Linked DNA regions of Hordeum vulgare: region 2 is linked to region 1. The links are chromatin contacts, called in public Hi-C maps. All regions are on one chromosome and are shown on one strand. The core of a region is the stretch at or near the end of the contact, and the rest is flanking DNA. Distances in the headings are between cores, read along the strand shown.

Region 1 (3,958 bases), core at 1,243-3,742:
TGTTACTTGTTACAAAATACACTACTATAAAACTATTTGTTATCGCTACTTTGAGTGCTTGCAAGAATTACCTTATTGAAAACCACTTGTCATTTCTTTGTGGTCCTCATTGTGTTCGACACTCTTACTTATCGAAAGGACTACGATCGATCCCCTATAATTGTGGATCATCAACCTTCTTATGCTAAATCATTTGTGTTATGTTGGATCAGCGCAAACAGTTTATCCGAGTGAACTGTATGCCGTACTTCACACACATATGTATTTTTTAACCGTTTGTGTTATCTTGGCTAATCGCAAATAGTTCATGAGGACCAACTATATGGCACGCATCCCACATTCAAGTCTCTTCTAAATCGTACCCGATGGACTAACCATCGCACAGAGTTCATTTTATTGGCGATGGAGCTAGAACTATACCGTCTGTGATTGATGGATCGCACACAGTTGGTCGAAGGGTCTCAAATGCATGTGTCGTCTTAGGACCTTCCTGTAGTAGTGATGTGGTGGTTGGGCTAGAAAGCCCTTTGAAATTGACACAAGGAGGTGGAGTTCTCTCTCAAAAGAAATGATGGCAGCGAAGTTTTCTTCTAGTTGAACTGGTGGTATAGGTGGGGGATAAATAGACCTGAATAGAAATTTAATCGTTACTCACCATTTTTCACATCTTGGAGGCTCCAACCGGTTTTGCTTGGTGGCTGTGAAGTGAACAAAGGTAACAACTTTCATATGCATCGCTAGTTCCGCATGGAAGTTAATTGATGGCTGTGAAGTGGGTACCTCATTAATTGCACACTCTTTGTTAGCGCTTCGAAAGTTTCAACTGGAATGGCTCGAAATTTCCGATGTGACAACGTAAGGTTTACAAGGTTGATTCGGTGGCTCGAAATGGGATGTTGGAGGCTCCGATTGAACCAAGGTTTAAAACAACAACTACATCTGGATGGTTTGATGGTTCCAAATGGAAGTGCTTTGGCAACACCGAGATGCATGTAGTTAGAAAGATATAGTGGAAAACTTGAAGGAGATTGATCTCTAAACACATCGAGCAAAAGTCTTATTGTCACATCCTCGTCCCATTTTGATAGATTGCATGCATATGTACTCAATGTGATATTTTAGGATCATTAAAATGAAAATGAAAAATCCTTTGTCTTGTCCAACACTTGTCTTTAAGCATTTTTAGGGGTCACCTTCCATTCCAATATTGTTCCTGAAAAAACTTTTCATGAAATATATTTGAAGTACCATCAGTTCTTTGAGATATCTTGACATGGATTACCAAAATTCACCTTGGCGATTAGATGCACTTTCACCCTTTCATTAGAACATGCATATAGTTGGGGGTGTTTAATGTTTATCATTGCTATCAATTCTTCTATAGTGACATGACAATTTGTCTGTGACATTTTCTTTATTTTTCTTTGACGAAGCTAGAGAATAGAATATAGGGATTTTTCATGAACCAGACACCATAAATATGCTACCATGCCATAAAGCGAAAATGACCAAGCCACTTGTTACTATCCCTTTTGTCTTGACCCACATAAATGTTACTATTTCTAGCCCACATAAATAGCAATTGTGACATGCTTATAAAAAATAGCACATGATTAATAAAAGGAGTTTTCCTACACTTATGATGCAACGGTCGTTTGGGAACCTATATTGTCAAATACTCCCTCCATTCAGAAATAAAATCATGTTCTATTTTTTTATTAGATACATATACACGCTTTAGTGTGCTTGTTTACGCATTTCAATTTGCATGCAGTTCATATTAAAATATTCAAAACATCTTACAATTGTGAACACATGAAGTAACATTTAACCGAATATTCAGGCTACCGAATTGTTCTTAACCATCCAATCCAACTATAACATAGAGCTATAGCCACTCGGCAAAATAACATATTTACTATGAAAATTTTGAATTGAGACATGACCCTTTTAAGATCCGAGTCAAATTTGAATAGTTGCATATCGAGTTCAATATTCTTTAGGCCCGGCTCTTCCACAGACGGCTTATGAAATAAGCTATAAGAAGGGGGCTGGTTATCTTAGAAGCAAAAAATGAACGAGTTTTAGGCTGATACTCGCGTCTAAATCTTGCTATATATCCAGAATACATGTTAGAATAAAAAAACATGTTCACAGTCTGACTCTTCACTACAGGTCAACTCCATAAGTTTTCTGTTTCCCTATCATTTTCATATTGTCACTGTCGATAATATACGATGACATGACCAAAAGTGCACCTTGTTCAAAGGAGGGATGAAGCCCCCAACCCCCCACGGCCGAATCTAGCGGAGGAGAGAGGGCCACGTCTCCTCGCCCCCTCCACCTGCGATCGGGGCCGTCCGTTGGACCGCGCGACACGGGTGACTATGCGGCCACAGGTCGGGGCTCGACACAGGCATCGACACATCACACGGCGCCACAGTGAAGTCGTTGTTCACCCCAATCTGTGACCACCACGCCATGATCACCACCACCGCCTAGCTGCTGATCGAGCTCCCCCCCTAGATTCCCAGGAGAGCGCCTCCTCCCCATTCCCCCTCTCTCTCTAGCCTCTTCTTGTGGTGCTTGTGCGGCGCACGCATGCCGCTGCTGCCGCGCACACGGCCCGAACAGTGAGAGGGGGGGCTGGGCAGGGAGAGGGAGGGACGCCGCCTGCGACTGCAAAGCTGGCATCTTCTGCCCCCCCGGCCTCGCCCCTAATAACAGTGGAGATTCCCGCCTCCACGCCCCCAATTATGGATACCCGCGCGGGGAGAAGGAGATAGGAGGAGGCAGGAGGAGTAGTCGCGACGCGCGAGGCTGTGGCCATTGCTCCGGCTCCAGGTGAGCGGCTCCGCCCCCTCCCTCCCCTGCCCGAGGTCCTACCGGATGGCCGGATCTTACTCCGGCCCCTGGGGCGGCAGGATCTTGACGCCGCCTTCCTCGATTTGCCGGCTTTCTTTTTCGGTCCCTCGCATCCCTTTTTCCCTCCCGCCCCGTGGTTCCCGTTCGCAGGCCGGGCTGCTCGTCGTCCCTCTTTGGTGGTTGAGTTGCCAATCTGGTATGCCAGGTTGTTGCTCCCTGCCAGTGCCATGGGAGTTCCGTGATGCCTGCACAGTAACAGCTTCAGGCGTTCTCTTCTTATTTCCTTCCGCCTTCCTTGTTGGCCTCGCTTCCGGGGCCAAATGCCACGGAAAGCTTAGCAGCTCGGCCTCCAAGAATCTTCGCCACGGGAGCAGGGAGCTCCATTGCCGCTCTGCAACCGGCATCAATCCAAGCTCGCGTGCCTTCAGCTGCAGGCTCTCTTCTGCGGCCAGATAAAAGTTGCATTGCTCCAGCAAAACCGATTTCAGGCCTGCTATTGGATGTAACACAAGGGGAGAGTGCTTGCCGTTTGTTCCCCCCGATTTCTTGTCGGCGGGTTGTTTCTTCTTTTGATTATGCCTTTTCTCTTTCAGCAAAGTGCACGATGCCTTTGCCAAACTTCACCCGCGGTGCCGCCTGCTTAATTTGCGCGTAGGCCCTACCCTTTTCGCGTCGATATTTTTGTTATCATCACAAGTACTCCGTGTGGTAGTTGTCATGTGGATTTATGCCAATTCCCTGTGTTTAAAGGCAGAATTTGTGCCATGCCTTTCGCCGAACAAACGGATGGAGACTTCCTCCACCCTCTGGCTTTTGCAGATTCCACTCTCCTGTGATATTCTCTGCTTGGTTCTACGGCGGATGCGCAACAAGAATATACATATACAATGGGTCATATTCGTCGTACAGAGGATTCCTCTTATGATATTATCTGCTTTTGTTTGCGTGGTTGCAATCCTGCAAGAACCTATTCCCCGAGAATATCAGGCTACTCCACCAGCACTTGTTTATTTATTTTCTTGTGTATAATAGCTTGGATGCTAGCTAGCCTCACACTCATACATTGCTTAATTTCACCATACATTTCCCAGTC
Region 2 (4,303 bases), core at 271-2,770, 380 kb before region 1:
ATCCATCTGTTATTTGCCTTCAAATCCTTAAATGTGGAAGCCTGCTTTGTTCTGAGGCATCTGGCTTATTGCTAGGCTTTCTCTCATTGTGAACAGAAGCATCATGATCGAAGGCCGGCTTGTATGATAATGGAACGAGGGAACATGAATAGGAAAGTGCATTGCCTCACACGATTACAGAACATGTTTAAGTTAGCAGAAATAGCCTTTTCAATCTGCTGTAGTAGTCATACGTACAGATTCTTGATGATAAAAGCTGATAGATTCACACAATACCCCCATACTTCACATTAGAATTTCTAGTCCTCCTGCTGCTTTGACACTTTATAGACAGTTTATAAGCATATGCCTACTTTTTTCTCACATCTATTGATTTATGCGTGTTTTTTCAGGTTGCAGAGGAGAGTGAGAAACTCGCTCTTGTCAATACGCAGCTCAACAAGCTGACCCAAAATGTGAGCAAGAGTGCTGAAATGGAGAAGAAGGTACAGGACCTTGAGCAGAAGTTGCAGCTAGCTTATTCCAAATCTGATGAACAGGCAAGCAAAAAAAGATGCTATGAAATATCTTGAGTTACCCTGATCAGTAGTTATCAGCAATTAACAACCTTTTCTCTTTGCAGGCAAAGGATGCAGTAGTATCAACGAGATCCCGAGAATTCAGCCTGGACTCGTTAACACCGCAGAACAAAGAACAGGACTTATCTCAGGCTCCTAGCACGGCCTCTGTGAACCCGGCGCAGCAACAACTGCGGGAACCCTCTGGTATCATGGCCTTCAAGTTCATCTTGGGCGTCGCTCTGCTGTCAGTAGTCATCGGCGTGTTCCTCGGAAGGAGATACTAGTGCTGCTCTTGTGAGGTTCCTGGTGGTGCCCTATGGGAAAATCCCATCGTTAACAGCTAAAAACTGCTTCCCATGAACCTAAACTACTACTATAGCTGAACAACGCATAGTTTGCATGGTTTCGTGGATTGCAATTGAACGGACTGATGGCTTTCAGGGAGAAGTCAGAAATCCGGAAGCTTCTTATTGGTGAGTTCTCCCTATATGAGGTTAAGGGGGGTAGGAATTTGGTTTTTGTTCATTCCTAGTTTCCTACCCTGCATGCAGAAGGCCATATGCATGCAATTTGGTTTTTGGTATCAGTGAGCTTGTATCTACATCTCTCTCTCTCTGTGTAAAAAGGAAGTCTGTCAGAAATCTTTATTTGTTCATATGGTCGAGTGTAAGCTGTGTCATATGCTGCACAATCGATCACTCCAGTGTTTTTGATCTCTCTCTATATATATATCTGGGTTGTTGGTTGGCAAGAGCCTAAGAGGTTTCATTTCTCCGAGATCATATGACTGGCAATATAACACTGTATATGTGATTTTTTTTTTCTTTTTAATCTAAATCGCATGCGAGCTGATGTACTTGCAGACTCTGCTTCACTGGCATTTGGAAGCCATAAGATATGAGCAAATGAATCTGGTCATATTTATTTGCATTTTCGCAGGTGCACTCATCATATCACAGTGGCGAAAGCGCCCAGGCCACAAGCGACAGTGATGGTGTCACAGCATGCTATCCATGTTGGAGTTGATAGTACTCCCTCCGTTCCAAAATATAAGACCTTTTAGAGATTCCACTAGAAGACTACATACGGAGCAAAATGAGCGAATCTATACTCTAAAATATATCTATGTACATCCGTATGTAGTTCATAATGCAATTTCTAAAAGGTCTTATATTTAGGAACGGAGGGAGTACTTGACATGTTCTTTTCCGTGCATCCGGCGACGGTTGGATAAACCCCACCCAAAACCACGCACGCTTCACACGGCCTCTGATAGGCGGAAGGCGGAAAGCGCGCGTGGGCTGGTCCTACATGTGCGGTGACACTTTTTTTTAATATTTATTACTCCCTCTGTTCTTAAATATAAGTCTTTCTAGAGGGTCAACTAATGAATATATAGACATACTTTAGAGTATAGATTCATTCATTTTACTCCGTATGTAGACACATAGTGAAATATCTTAACAGACTTATATTTAGGTACGGAGGGAGTACTTGGAGACTAGCCCAAACTATTGCCTTTTTCAGAAAAGAAATCTTCAAAACTACTCATTTTGTAGTTCAAAATAAAATATGAACTCCCTTCTTTGACAACATAATGTCCGTATCTTCTATTCGCGTTCAAATTTCATGAAAACGTGGTATATGTTGTGCTCTCTGAAGACAATATGGCAATTTTTAAGCACAGGATTTGGTTTCTTCGCACAAGCCATGAAATATGTCAATTTTCCATGAGAAGTCACATGTACTCCCTCTGTAAGGAAATATAAGAGGGAGTAGATGGGTACATTTTTAAGTTAATTTTTAACATAGAAACAGCATTTGTGTCACCCAGGAAAGCATATGCTCCGGTGAGCCGATTTGAACATGCACTTTCTCAGTTGGCGCTGCAAATGCTGGTACTGGTAGTAATGTAGTATGGTTTTAAGAGAGAGTTTCAGAGACCCCAGCACCAGTGTACGGAGCTGTTAAGGGATCGGCGTCCACAGGCTAGCTAGTGGCAATTAACTGGCTGAAAAGCCTTCAGAACAGTGGTCAGCTGGGCCATTAGTGACTCGGTAAAGTCCATTAGCTTTCTATCCTGTAGGGGCGCGAACAGTAGGGGAGGACAGTACGGGCGAGACCACACAGTAATTATCACAGTAGTAGTGCTAAACCTGCTCTGCTCTGCTTTGGAACAGTCTCCTGTCTGAATCTTGGGCCTTTCAGTGCCCCAATCAACATAATTCAGAAGCTGATTGTACTACTCCTGGTCACCATTATCTTTTGCTGATGGGCATCCTTCGGATTAGCTGAAACCTTCCAATAACCTAGTTGTCTCAAGAGACAGAATACAAGTTTCTTTTTTTTAAACGACAGAATACAAGTTTCGGTTGAGTAAACGATGCGCATCTAGGCCCACGTGACGCTATTCCTCCACAAGATCCCCAAGCCCAAGTGAACCTTGTGTAGGAGAAAGGAGAGAAGGTGAAAGAAAGATGGATGATAATAAAGGCTCAAGGAATAGATGCCATTTTAAAGCCTACAAATGTGGGTGAAGCCAAAGTAACCACATGCCAATGCCAAAATGCCATGCACCAGCATCTTCAATTCTCACCAGCAAATTTTCTACGCCATCAGTCCGCGGTGCGTGCATACATTTCAACCACTGTTCAAACTAAATAGACGAAATTCATGCAAATAAGTCCGATTTTTATATAAATTAAAAAAGATTCATGCAAACCCAACAGATTTCATATAAACGAACGAAATTCATTACATTTCGGACATACTTCAACTAAAAGCGAAGCTCGTCCCACTCTGGAGGTATACTTTTGAACATACTTCAACTAATCACTTAGACTAAATGATCGTGGGCACCCATTCTCATGTCCGGCCATGAGCCCCGAGAACTGAAGTTTTACCTCGGCACTCTCCAGCTCCGCCTCCGGAGCCCCGGGAAGTGAAGTTGCCCGCCTCCACGTCACCGTCAAACGGCTAATCGAACGAAGATGTTCAGGCCGCATAACTTGGCTTCAATGGGAGGGGAGGAGCGGTGGTTTTCTTGGGACCCGAGCGGAGGCGACCCACCAGGTACTACTCTTCCTCAGTGGCGGTGGCGCCCGCAGACATGCCTACTTCGTAATCATGGTGTTGTGGTGTGGCTTGGGCGGAGGTGGCGATATGCTCCTCGTCATTGCTCTTGCCTCACACCTCATCCACCGCCTCGTCGAACTCCATGTAGGCGGCTCGTAACTTCGGGTTACGTTGGTGGTACCTCGAGCAGATGAGGCGGATCTGACGGGCGGAGCGGCGGGACTCGAGCAACGCCTCATGCTCGGGTACGTCCACATCCGACAAAATCGACAAGATGGGGGTGCCCGCGAACGTGCCGGTGACGAGAAGATCCTCCGCGTGTCGGTGCTCCTCGAGGAGGCCAAGATTGTAGGCCTCTAACGACCCATAAGTACAGGGGATCAATCATAGTTCTTTCGCTAAGTAAGGGTGTCGAACTAAACGAGGAGCAGAAGTAATTAATAAGTGGTTTTCAACAAAGTATTCTTTGCAAGTGTTGTAAAGTAGTTGTCATACATAGTTTGATAGTAAGAATTAGTAACAAGTAACAAGTACAAAAAGTGATAAGGTGCTCATGTCAAAAACGTGACAAGGTACAGTAAGGCGGCCCAATATTTTTATAGCAAAGGACAAGCCGAAAGTACTTCTTATAGTGATTAAAGCGTTCTCGAGGACACGTGAGGATATTG

What was found. Hi-C and Micro-C count contacts between places; a contact is called where the count stands out from the background.
Region 2: a contact with region 1 is called in a Hi-C map of leaf, with 4 times the contacts expected there. The contact joins the enhancer-like site here to the promoter of LOC123427603 in region 1. A contact is called at or near these places in 5 of 6 Hi-C or Micro-C datasets (leaf and seedling) and 1 of 1 datasets of contacts at active chromatin or transcription factors (embryo).

Annotation. Positions count from the first base shown.
Region 1 is chr2H:599,607,294-599,611,251 of MorexV3_pseudomolecules_assembly, reverse strand. LOC123427603 (protein NARROW LEAF 1) reads left to right here and starts at 2,492. Exons shown (of 6, transcript XM_045111682.1): 1 at 2,492-2,844.
Region 2 is chr2H:599,986,723-599,991,025 of MorexV3_pseudomolecules_assembly, reverse strand. LOC123427605 (COP1-interactive protein 1-like) reads left to right here. Exons shown (of 8, transcript XM_045111683.1): 7 at 393-539; 8 at 623-1,275. The coding sequence ends at 844. Among protein-coding and RNA genes, the nearest start is that of LOC123427605, 9.8 kb to the left of the region's middle. Within about 2 kb of position 1,520, at least 2 of the 3 cell types and tissues checked have open chromatin away from gene starts, as enhancers often do. A contact at or near this core is called in leaf, where this site is marked.